Regions from separate parts of the Gossypium hirsutum genome. Here region 2 is linked to region 1. A link is a contact called in public Hi-C data. All regions are on one chromosome and are shown on one strand. Each heading gives the region's core, a stretch centred on a gene start, on an enhancer-like site or on the middle of the called end of the contact. The rest is flanking DNA. Distances are from core to core; before and after follow the strand shown. Region 1 holds the start of LOC107946879 (luminal-binding protein 5). Region 2 holds the start of LOC107946898 (protein NLP6-like).

The links. A called contact is a pair of places that touch in the nucleus more often than the background predicts.
Region 2: a contact with region 1 is called in a Hi-C map of leaf, with 2.1 times the contacts expected there. The contact joins the promoter of LOC107946898 here to the promoter of LOC107946879 in region 1. A contact is called at or near these places in 14 of 34 Hi-C or Micro-C datasets (anther, fibers, hypocotyl and 3 more).

The regions. Positions count from the first base shown.
Region 1 is chrA08:79,414,602-79,420,042 of Gossypium_hirsutum_v2.1, reverse strand. It overlaps LOC107946879 (luminal-binding protein 5), which reads left to right and starts at 3,012. Exons shown (of 8, transcript XM_041074483.1): 1 at 3,012-3,227; 2 at 3,818-4,085; 3 at 4,174-4,388; 4 at 4,483-4,725; 5 at 4,807-5,286; 6 at 5,378-5,441. The coding sequence starts at 3,170.
Region 2 is chrA08:79,576,509-79,581,949 of Gossypium_hirsutum_v2.1, reverse strand. LOC107946898 (protein NLP6-like) reads left to right here and starts at 2,396. Exons shown (of 6, transcript XM_016881391.2): 1 at 2,396-2,978; 2 at 3,470-3,849; 3 at 3,851-4,042; 4 at 4,210-4,257; 5 at 4,904-5,441. The coding sequence starts at 2,720.

The DNA.
Region 1 (5,441 bases), core at 1,763-4,262:
TGAAAAATATGTTATACTAATATTAATTATTAACTCTAATTGCGTGTAAGCACAATTTTTTACTAGTACTACTATACAAATCCTTTTTTATATTTCAAGTTAATTGAAAAATCATGAAAATTAATTGGAATTAATATATAATTATAATCCAAACTAATGCAATAATCCCCAGTGGGTTGAATTAAAATTCTTTAAATTTTAAAAACTTAAAAACGTATAAAAGATACTGTAAAAATATTAATTGTACATAATCTATTTCATCTCTCTTCTTTATCTCTCTAATCTAATTACTCTTACAACATTAATGCATCACATTTTATCTCTCTTCTTACAATTTTCTTTTTTTAAATTCCACCTAAAATGCATTCATTAATCATATTTTGCATTTGACCATCTTCCATATAATACAAAGGATGGTACCACAGTATTTTATGCTAAGATTAAGTTCTAAAATAGTTTTAATTTAACTCTTATTTGTTTTAAGTTTAACATTAAATTGATTTTTTTTATATTTTTGGGATATTTTCATACTTAGTCCTTCAATTTTTTACAATCTTATAATTTAACTCTAATTAGTTTTATTTTTTTTCCAATTTAGTGTAAAATTTGTCTTCTTAACCCTCAACTTTTATCAAGCTTAATTTGTTCATATAAATAGGGATGAGCAAAACTCGATTTGACTCAAAAAAATAGAAAAAAAATTGAATTTCGAGTTAAACGAATTCAATATTCGAAATAATCGAGTTATTCGAGTCAACTCGAATTTTTTTTTGAATTTCGAGTTTGAATCGAGTTTGGTTTTTAAATTCGAAAAACTTGAATAATTCAAATAAATTGAATATTAAACTATAATAATTTACACAATTACCCCAAACTCCTAAACTTCTTCACTTTCCTCTCAAAACTTTTACTCCGTCTCACTTTTCCCCTATAACTTTTGCTCCTCTCCCATCCCACCCCATTTCTACCCCAAACCCATTTCCCCCCTCTCTTTTTTTTTTTTGAATATTTCCCTCCCGAAATTTTACTCCTCCCATTTATTGCTCAACTTTCAAAATTTTTATTTTTACCTTAAATTTTTACTTCTCACCCTTAACCCCAAATAAAAAAAATTAAAATCATCCAAAAAAAATTCCTAAACCTAAATAATAATTTTATTTATATTTATTATTTTATATTATTAATATAAAATTTCACATTTTGTACTATTTGTATTATTGAATTGTTTTATAATATTGAATCTTTATAAATTTTTACTAAAATTGAATTATTGATGATGCCATAAAATATTCGTGTTAAAATTTTATGTTGTATCAATTTCACATTTTATCTTTAAGATAATTTTTATTAAAAAATCTCATTTTTCACATTTAATATATAAATTTTTTAGTTTCAAAATACATAATGACAAGGATCAGAAGATAATTGAAGCAACTAAGCAAGTAAAGAAGTTAACTCGTATATAAAAGATTAATAAATAAATTATAAAGAGATAAAAGTTAATAACAAATTTGATTACGGTGAGTATAGTGATTACAAAGACCTAAAATATTTTTTTAATTTAACTTGAAAAAATATATTCGATTCTATTCGAATTCCATCTCACTAGACTCGATTCGATAAAATTTCAAATCGAATTAGGATGACAAAATATGATTCGTTAACTCGATTAACTCGAAATTTTTTCATTCAATTCGATCGAACACTCACCCCTATATATAAGGGACAAATAATTCCATTTTAGCTCATTCTAGGGGCAAAACCAAGGGCTGGCAAGGGCCCCTGGCACCCCCCCAAAATAGAAAATTTTTCATTTATGCCCTTTGAAAATTTTAAAATAGTAAAGGGAAAATTACAATTTATCCCCTAAAAATGATAAAATTTTAATTTAATCCTTTAATAATTATAAAGATATAGAATGATAAAATGATAAAATTATATTTTTATTATTACAAAAATTATAATTTAATTTCGCACCCTAAAAAAATTTCTAACTTGACTCATTACATGAATTATAATAAGTATTAAACTTTATTTATAATCATTTTTAAAATAAACATGCACCTTTTTTGTTCGCAACAATCATTAAAAATTAAATATAAAATGTTAAAATTGATACATAAAAGTTTCTTTTTTTTTTTTGAAACAGATACATAAAAGTTTCACTCGTGCATTGAACGGGATAAAAAAATTAGTGTATATATATATATATGTATATATATGTTAAAGTAATGTTTTAGAGAAAAAAAAAACTGAAACAAATTTAGGTGGTGGGCTTCAATATTTAGCAAGTGGCGCCATATTAATATGGCACATTAACATTTAGTGTATTAATATTTTTATGGGTCTCATTAGATGCTTAGTGCAAAAATGAAAAAAAAAAAGAGTTTTATACGTTATAATGTTTAAATATTATATACTTGTTATGATAATAATTATATAAAAAAAACCAATCGCTTAGGATATGATTCTTTTGATTTTTGTAGTAAAGAAAGTAGTAATTTAAGGAATTTTAAATAACTTCATATCCTTCAATTATTATATTATTTTCATTTTTAAAAATTAAATCAACTTAAAATCGATACAAATTGATCATAAAAAAATTATGAAGATTATAAAAAATAAAATACATATTATTTTATAGTATTTTTACTTTTTCAAACAATATATTTTTGATTGGTTATAAAATTTACAACAAATTTTTAATAAATAAATATAATATGAATGTTTCTACTTCGCATTTGGAAAAGCCCAAAACGATAGAATGTTGGCGCGTTTTGAATCAATTACCGGAATACTGGTCAATTGTCATCCTATTTTATTAATAGCTTGAATCGAAGAAAGCAAGCGAGAAGGAAGCGGACACAAGGACATTTGGGAAATAAACGGCCAAGATCTTCCCAACCCAATATCTAATTTCATTGGCTCAATCATCCCTTCCTTCAAACTTGATTGGCCCACGTCAACACTATGACATGTTCTCTCCTGTTACTCACCTGAGAAACTTCCGTCAAACGTGGGACACAACAAATATAAAATGCTCGACCCGCGACTCTTTCTTCGAAAAATGCTCATTTCATTTTAAACACTACAACCATTCCACTTTCAGAGGGAAAAAAAAAAAAAAACTCAAAGAGGCTTCTCCACAGATAAGTGTTGAGGTGGAGTGATGGCTGGCTCATTCAGAGCGCGCGGCTCTTTGGTGGTTCTAGCGATAGTCTTGTCCGGTGAGTATCGTGCTGTTCCTCATTTGTTAATTCCGCTTGTTTCATGTGATTCCGTGTTCTCTGATTCTTTAACTGTTTGAGACGAAACGTGTTAGATCTAGTTTTGTTTGATGATGTTTTTCCTCCCAAATCGGTGCATGCTTAGATCTGATTTAGGTTCTACGGATTCTTGTAATGCATTACATCATCAAATGAGAGTTTCGGCGATCTCATATCATTTGTTTTTGCTCCATTGATTTCAGAACTAGAAATTTCTGGATTATGAAATTAATGTCTCGGAAATTAGTTTGATTCGAACAAAATCATGTGTTTTCACGTATTTTATTTTAATTTTCCATTTGTGGTGAAGCATTTCTAAGATGGAAGTTGCAATGTTATGAGCGTAAATATTCTAGAACTTGGTTAGGATTCTGTTCTATCTTGATCTTTCCACGTGGCCGCTTTACCAAATTTGATATTTGATGTCTAATTCAATGGATAGTGACTTTAAATAACTTTGGCTAACATAATGATTGAGTTTAAAAATGACCATAGAGTGATATTGAAAAAGGACTGTATAATGGTTAGCATCGTGTTAACTTTTCAAACAGGATGTCTTTTTGCACTCTCGATTGCAAAGGAGGAAGCCGCGAAATTGGGGACCGTAATTGGAATTGATCTTGGCACAACGTATTCTTGTGTTGGTGTATACAAGAATGGTCACGTGGAAATTATAGCCAATGACCAAGGAAACCGTATCACACCATCATGGGTGGGTTTCACAGACAGTGAGAGGCTGATAGGTGAAGCTGCTAAGAATCAGGCAGCTGTTAACGCAGAGAGGACCATCTTTGATGTCAAAAGACTTATTGGAAGAAAGTAAATCTCATTCTGCCATGTTTCTTGTTTTACATTGTAGGGGTTGGTTGGGAAATAATGCTTACTGCGGGGGCTTTGTTCTTTGCAGGTTTCAAGATAAGGAGGTCCAGAGGGACATGAAACTTGTTCCCTACAAGATTGTCAACAAGGATGGAAAACCTTATATTCAAGTAAAGATTAAGGATGGAGAGACCAAGGTTTTCAGTCCTGAAGAGATTAGTGCTATGATTCTGGGTAAGATGAAGGACACAGCCGAAGCTTTCCTTGGGAAGAAAATTAAGGATGCAGTGGTCACTGTTCCTGGTGAGTGCACCATAAGAAACAATGTTCTCAGCTCAAAATGGTTAAGTTTGTTGGATCCTTGATTATGCTCATATTATCTCTGTTTTATTTGCAGCTTACTTCAATGATGCCCAGAGGCAGGCCACCAAGGATGCTGGCGTTATTGCTGGGCTTAACGTGGCAAGAATTATCAATGAACCAACTGCAGCTGCCATTGCCTATGGTTTGGACAAAAAGGGTGGAGAGAAAAACATTCTTGTTTTTGACCTTGGTGGTGGGACATTTGATGTCAGTGTCTTGACTATTGATAATGGTGTATTTGAGGTTCTTTCCACAAATGGAGACACTCATTTGGGAGGTAAGCATCTTTATTGTTTTCTTATAGGATTATAAAATTTTTTCAACACTGGATCTTTGTTTACGGTCACTTTTCTTGCAGGTGAGGATTTTGATCAGAGGGTTATGGAGTACTTTATTAAACTGATCAAGAAAAAGCATGGAAAGGATATCAGCAAGGACAACAGGGCACTTGGGAAGCTTAGGAGGGAAGCTGAGCGTGCCAAAAGAGCTCTTAGCAGCCAGCACCAGGTCCGTGTGGAGATTGAATCACTTTTTGAAGGTGTTGATTTCTCTGAGCCACTGACCAGGGCCCGTTTTGAGGAGTTGAACAATGACCTGTTCCGAAAGACAATGGGACCTGTGAAGAAGGCAATGGAAGATGCTGGTTTGGAGAAACGCCAAATTGATGAGATTGTTCTTGTCGGTGGAAGCACTAGAATTCCAAAGGTTCAACAACTCCTTAAGGACTACTTTGACGGAAAGGAGCCCAATAAGGGTGTTAACCCAGATGAAGCAGTTGCTTATGGTGCTGCAGTGCAAGGAGGAATCTTGAGTGGAGAGGGTGGTGATGAAACCAAAGGTACATTTCATCTCCCGTGCTTATAGCTCATGAAAGTGTTATAATGGAATAAACTATGGCTGATATTTGTGTATAATGTTTTTATGGACAGACATTCTTCTCCTTGATGTGGCTCCGCTTAGTCTCGGTATTGAAACTGTCGGTGGCGTCATGAC
Region 2 (5,441 bases), core at 1,147-3,646, 160 kb before region 1:
CACTAGACGTAATGGCATATAATTTTTCTAATGTTGATATATAATTTGTTTTACAATTTGAACTAAAATGATAAAATTTGTGAACATTAATAGTTAATCTTTTTTATATTTAGGATCAATTTGATAGAATGTATAAATATTAGTGGACTAAATTTATTATTAGACTAATAAAAAAAAGCCCATGTCAACACTTCCATCAGATTATAAAAGGCTATTAATGTTTGGTGGCTAAAAATTGATTTTAAATAGTTTAGTGACTAAATTAGAAAAATTAAAAGTTCAGTGCCCAAAATAAAACGCGGGCAATAATTAAATGAACATTTCTGTATTAAACTACTTTCTTTAATGTTTTTTCTTATTTAAAAATAATATTTCATTTGATACATTAATTTGGGATCTAAAATTTTTTTATTAAAAATTAAAAATAAACACGAATATAAAATTAAAATATAAAAATAAAAAATGGAGTAAGAATTTAAGGATGTTGGTTGGTTGTGGCAGGAGGGAGTCTAGGTTAAATGAGTGGATTGCATGAGGGGGAGGTGGCAACTCAACTGCCTCCGCCGTCCTTTTCTCTCTATTTACGTTGGAAATCAGTAAAAAGTAGAAATGCCCAATATAAACTTCTATTTCAGTTTTGCTTCTTCTTCTTCTTTTTCTTCTTTAATGATATTGAGAGGCCTACAATGTCGGCTCCTTTTTGTCATCTTCTTAATTACACAAAGGGTTTCCAACCAAAAATCAAGTCGTCGGGTACTAATTTTATAGGTCATCAATTATTTGCTTCTTTTTTTAAAAAATTAACGTAACGAAAAATTCAATTTTTTTTGGCTAAAAAAATAAAAATAAATTTTCAATTTTAACTGGATTTTTAAAATTCCATTTATATGCTAAAGGTTGAATCTTCAAATTTCAAATTGATTTTGATGAAGTTGATAAATATACAAGTAAATATGGTATTTTATATTATTATAATAATTAAATAGATTTTTTTTATTATTTAAGTAATATATAATTAAATATTTACAACTATGATTGATAAATGAAAATAAATAAAAATGGAATTGGTTAATGATTTAGTTTTATGGTGGTAAAATTGTAGGAGAGAAGCATGGGAAGGCAATGTTAGGTGAAGCGAGGTGCGATCTCGAGAAGCCTCAGCCAACTCCCTAATCATTCCATCAATAATAATATAAAATTGAGTGATATGTAGGGCAACAGCAACATCATATTTCCCAAATCCCTCATTGGAGATACCACCTCTATTTTCAAAACAATTTTTATTTTCCCAATAATACTTTGGTTTAGCCATTAAGGTAGAGTGTCATTTTTAATCTGCAAATCTTCATCTCATCCTATACTTGTGTTACGTTTTAAGTTTTTGTGGGTTATTTATTTAATGTATTTTGTATTATAAATTATATTTCTCTTGAAGAAATCATTTTTTTTATCAACTTTAATTTTAACATGCATAACTTATATAATAAAAACTAAAAGATATGGCATCTAATTAAAACAAATTTAAATACAACAGTATGACAAAAACTTAATGCTTATCCTCTTAATTAGATTCCAACCTACAAAATATAAATAATTTTTATTTGGTCCTTACCCCCCAAAAAAACTAGATTTCAACATCTATCCCTCATCAACCTCAATTTGATTGCCATGATTAAGACATCCTTTTCTCCATTATGCCATCACTTTGAGCAGCCAATTTCCCAATTTTCTTTCTAGGAATAGAATTGTTGTTGGGCGCAATGGACTTGGCTACATCAATCATAATCTTGAATTTTTTGCAAGTGCTAAGGACACAGCTAAAGATTTAGTAGAAAATTTCATAGTAATCATCGTGTATGATTAATTAAACAAATTTGGTTAATTAATGGATTCATCATGGGTGAAGCAGTGATGTAAGTAAGTTAAATTCTTAAACGCTAATCAAATATTTAAAACAAGATTAGCATTATTTGCGAAATGATTACTTTGTTTTAGTCGCCCAATTGGGATGGGGGCGAAAACTTTCCAAAATTAAACACAAAGTTGCCGGATTCATTAAGAAAGCTTTGTATCTTTTGCATGAAAGTTTCCACTTTTAGTAAAATCTTTGACGATGCAAGCAACTCTTTTATATACATTAATTAAGTATATGACTATGGGAGATAATAGGTTACCTTTTCTAAAGCACACATCACCACCGTTCAATATGTTAATTATTCTTTCTTTTCAAATTTCAATTTTTTTAAATTATTAAAATGTGATTTATTCAAATTTATGGAATAAAAGAGAAGAGGATCACATTTAAAAGTCTAAAGGGTAGAGGGAGTGAAGGCAAAATTAAACCATATTTAGTTATATACATAAAGATAAAAGAAAGAGGATGGTGGTGATAATGGAGGGGAGGAACATAGAATCATCTCCTCACGTTACAACATTTTTATCCAAATTGTAGCAACTAGGCGTAGCCCACAACCCAGCTTGGATTCCATCAATTAAAATATTTTAAATTAAGAAAAATCAGAAAAAAAAATTGTAATCTCTGGCTGCAATTATTTACCCGTGCCATCTGAGCAATTGCATTATGTGAAATTTCCTATGTCTTCTAGCCTTCCAAACAGCAAAGCGAGGAAAATAACTATTCTCCTTCTCCACGGGAAATCGTCGTCAGGAAAGTTATTGAAGGAGGGAACCTGTTTTCAGGTTTTTCCTTTCCCAGAAAATGTGCGAGCCGGAGGAAGACAATGCGTGTCCGTTCCCGCCCAAACAAGTACAGCCACAACACCAGGGAATAATGGATTTCGATGAACTGGACCTTCAGAGTTCCTGGCCCTTTGATCAGTTGACTTCCCTTTCTAACCCCACCTCTCCTTTCGTCACCTCCTCTTCTTCTGAGCAGCCTTGTTCTCCTCTATGGGCTTTCTCTGATGATGATAAGCTTGGGTCTGCCGCTGCCGCTGGTTACAATCTTTTCGTCACGTGTTAGTCCTTTTTTAACTTGATAATTTTGCTTATCTGTTTTCTTCCTTTCTGTTGTTCTTTTTGGCTTCGTTTACTGATTTGGATTAGCTTTTTCTTCCCTTCAATTTTGGCTGTTTTATGGTTTCGTTGGTTTATTTGGAGCTTGAATTTGGTTTTCTCTGTCCCGGTTGAATATTTTTTTCCCCTTAAATTTTCTTGGAATTTTGGCTACTTTCTTAGAAATTGGTGACCCTAGACTTTTATGCATAAATTGGCCAGTCTATTTCTGGTTTTCAACATTCAAAGCTCAGTTTCTCAATCAATGCCCCAGAAAGTAAAAGAGGTTTACTGAATAAGTCATGCCTCCAAGTTCAACAGTCTAGCACCTGAATTTTAGAATTTTCTGGGTTTAATTCATTTTATCATATTAGAAACTATACATATTTGATTGGTGCAAGCATCTATTGCTTAGCTGAGTGTATTTGTATTTGAGGTTATATACTAAATGCAGGTACTCCGAATCCAGTAAATGAAAATGCAAAGGAGGAGAATGATAATAGAGGGTTGCCATCTCTATTTCTGGGATTGCTGCCCCTTGAGAACCCAGATAGTTATTGTGTAATTAAAGAGAGGATGACTCGGGCGTTGCGTTACTTCAAGGAATCAACTGAACAACATGTTCTAGCACAGGTTTGGGCACCTGTAAAGGATGGGGGTCGATATGTGCTAACAACATTGGGGCAACCCTTCGTCCTTGATCCGCATAGCAGTGGATTGCATCAGTATAGGATGGTTTCTTTGATGTACATGTTTTCTGTGGACGGAGAGAGTGATGTACAGCTTGGACTTCCTGGCCGTGTTTTCCAGCAAAAATTGCCAGAATGGACTCCAAAATGTACAGTATTATTCCAGCAGAGAGTATTCTCGGCTTAATCATGCTCTGCATTACAATGTTCAGGGTACTTTGGCATTGCCAGTCTTTGAACCTTCTGGACAGTCTTGTGTGGGTGTACTTGAACTCATAATGACATCACAGAAGATTAACTATGCACCAGAGGTTGATAAAGTATGCAAAGCACTTGAGGTTGGGTTTCTTTCTTTACCCACGTCTTTTTCTTATTTGTTTATTGCTAAATCATCAGTCTTCATTGGCTACTTTGGCAGATAAAACTTTCTTTCATTCTTAATCATTGGTTCTTAGAAAATATTTCTAGTTTTAAATGCTCTGAGATTCCTCGGTTCTTTGTGCAGGCGGTGAATCTAAAAAGCTCAGAAATACTGGGTTACCCATGCACCCAGGTGAGATTTAATTGTAATCTTGTCAAATCTCTAATTCATTTGGATGTTGAGACATGTTTCTTGTTTTGTTGCTTTCTTATAAAACTAACCCAAAAAAATAATTAATTACTTAAATAATTTATTTTTTAATAAAATAAGAAAATAAAATTTACTGTAAAAGTTGGTAGAGTCAAAATATTTAGCACTACCAATATGTTACATCAATAATTTGAAAAAAAATTAATTTTTTAACGGAATCATATAGAATGGAGCCATTTATATAAATAATAAAAAAATATTGTAATTTTTGAAAAAATAGGGGGACTTCTAAACAATTTTGCCCTTTTTCTGGTGGAGCTGGCGCCACCAACCCTGTTCGGCTCCTATTCTGCTGCCTAGCCTTTTTCTGATTTTTTTATTATTATTTGTTTTTCATTTTTTTTATTTTCTGTTTTTCTTGTCCTTTTTTTTTATTTGTATTTCTTTATTATTATTTATTTATTATTTATTTATAATATTTTAAAAGTTGGTACAGCTAACTTTTACAGTAGATTTTGAGTTATTTTTGTATTTTATAAAAAATAAATTATTTAAGTAATTAATTATTTTTTTTGGCGGTTTTATTCTTTTTTCTACATGTTCTGACAAACTAATCCCTATGTGTCAGATTTGCAGTGAAAATCGCCAAAATGCACTGGCAGAAATTTTGGAGATTTTGACAGTGGTCTGTGAAACGCACAAACTACCTTTGGCTCAGACCTGGGTCCCCTGCAGGCATCGCAAGGTTTTGGTCCATGGTGGTGGTCTAAAGAAAAGTTGTACAAGCTTTGATGGTAGCTGCATGGGACAAGTCTGCATGTCAACAACTGATGTGGCTTTCTATGTTGTAGATGCTCACATGTGGGGTTTCCGGGATGCTTGTCTTGAGCATCACCTACAGAAGGGTCAAGGGGTTGCTGGGAGGGCATTTTTTTCACTCAACTCATGCTTTTGCTCAGACATCAGCCAGTTCTCCAAACCTGAGTATCCCTTAGTACACTATGCTCGTATGTTTAAATTAACCAGCTGTTTTGCAATCTGCTTACGGAGTACTTATACAAGAGATGATGATTATGTTCTCGAATTCTTTTTGCCCCCTGCTATTGCCGACCGCAATGAACAACAGGCGTTATTGGGTTCCATATTGACAACAATGAAGCAGCATT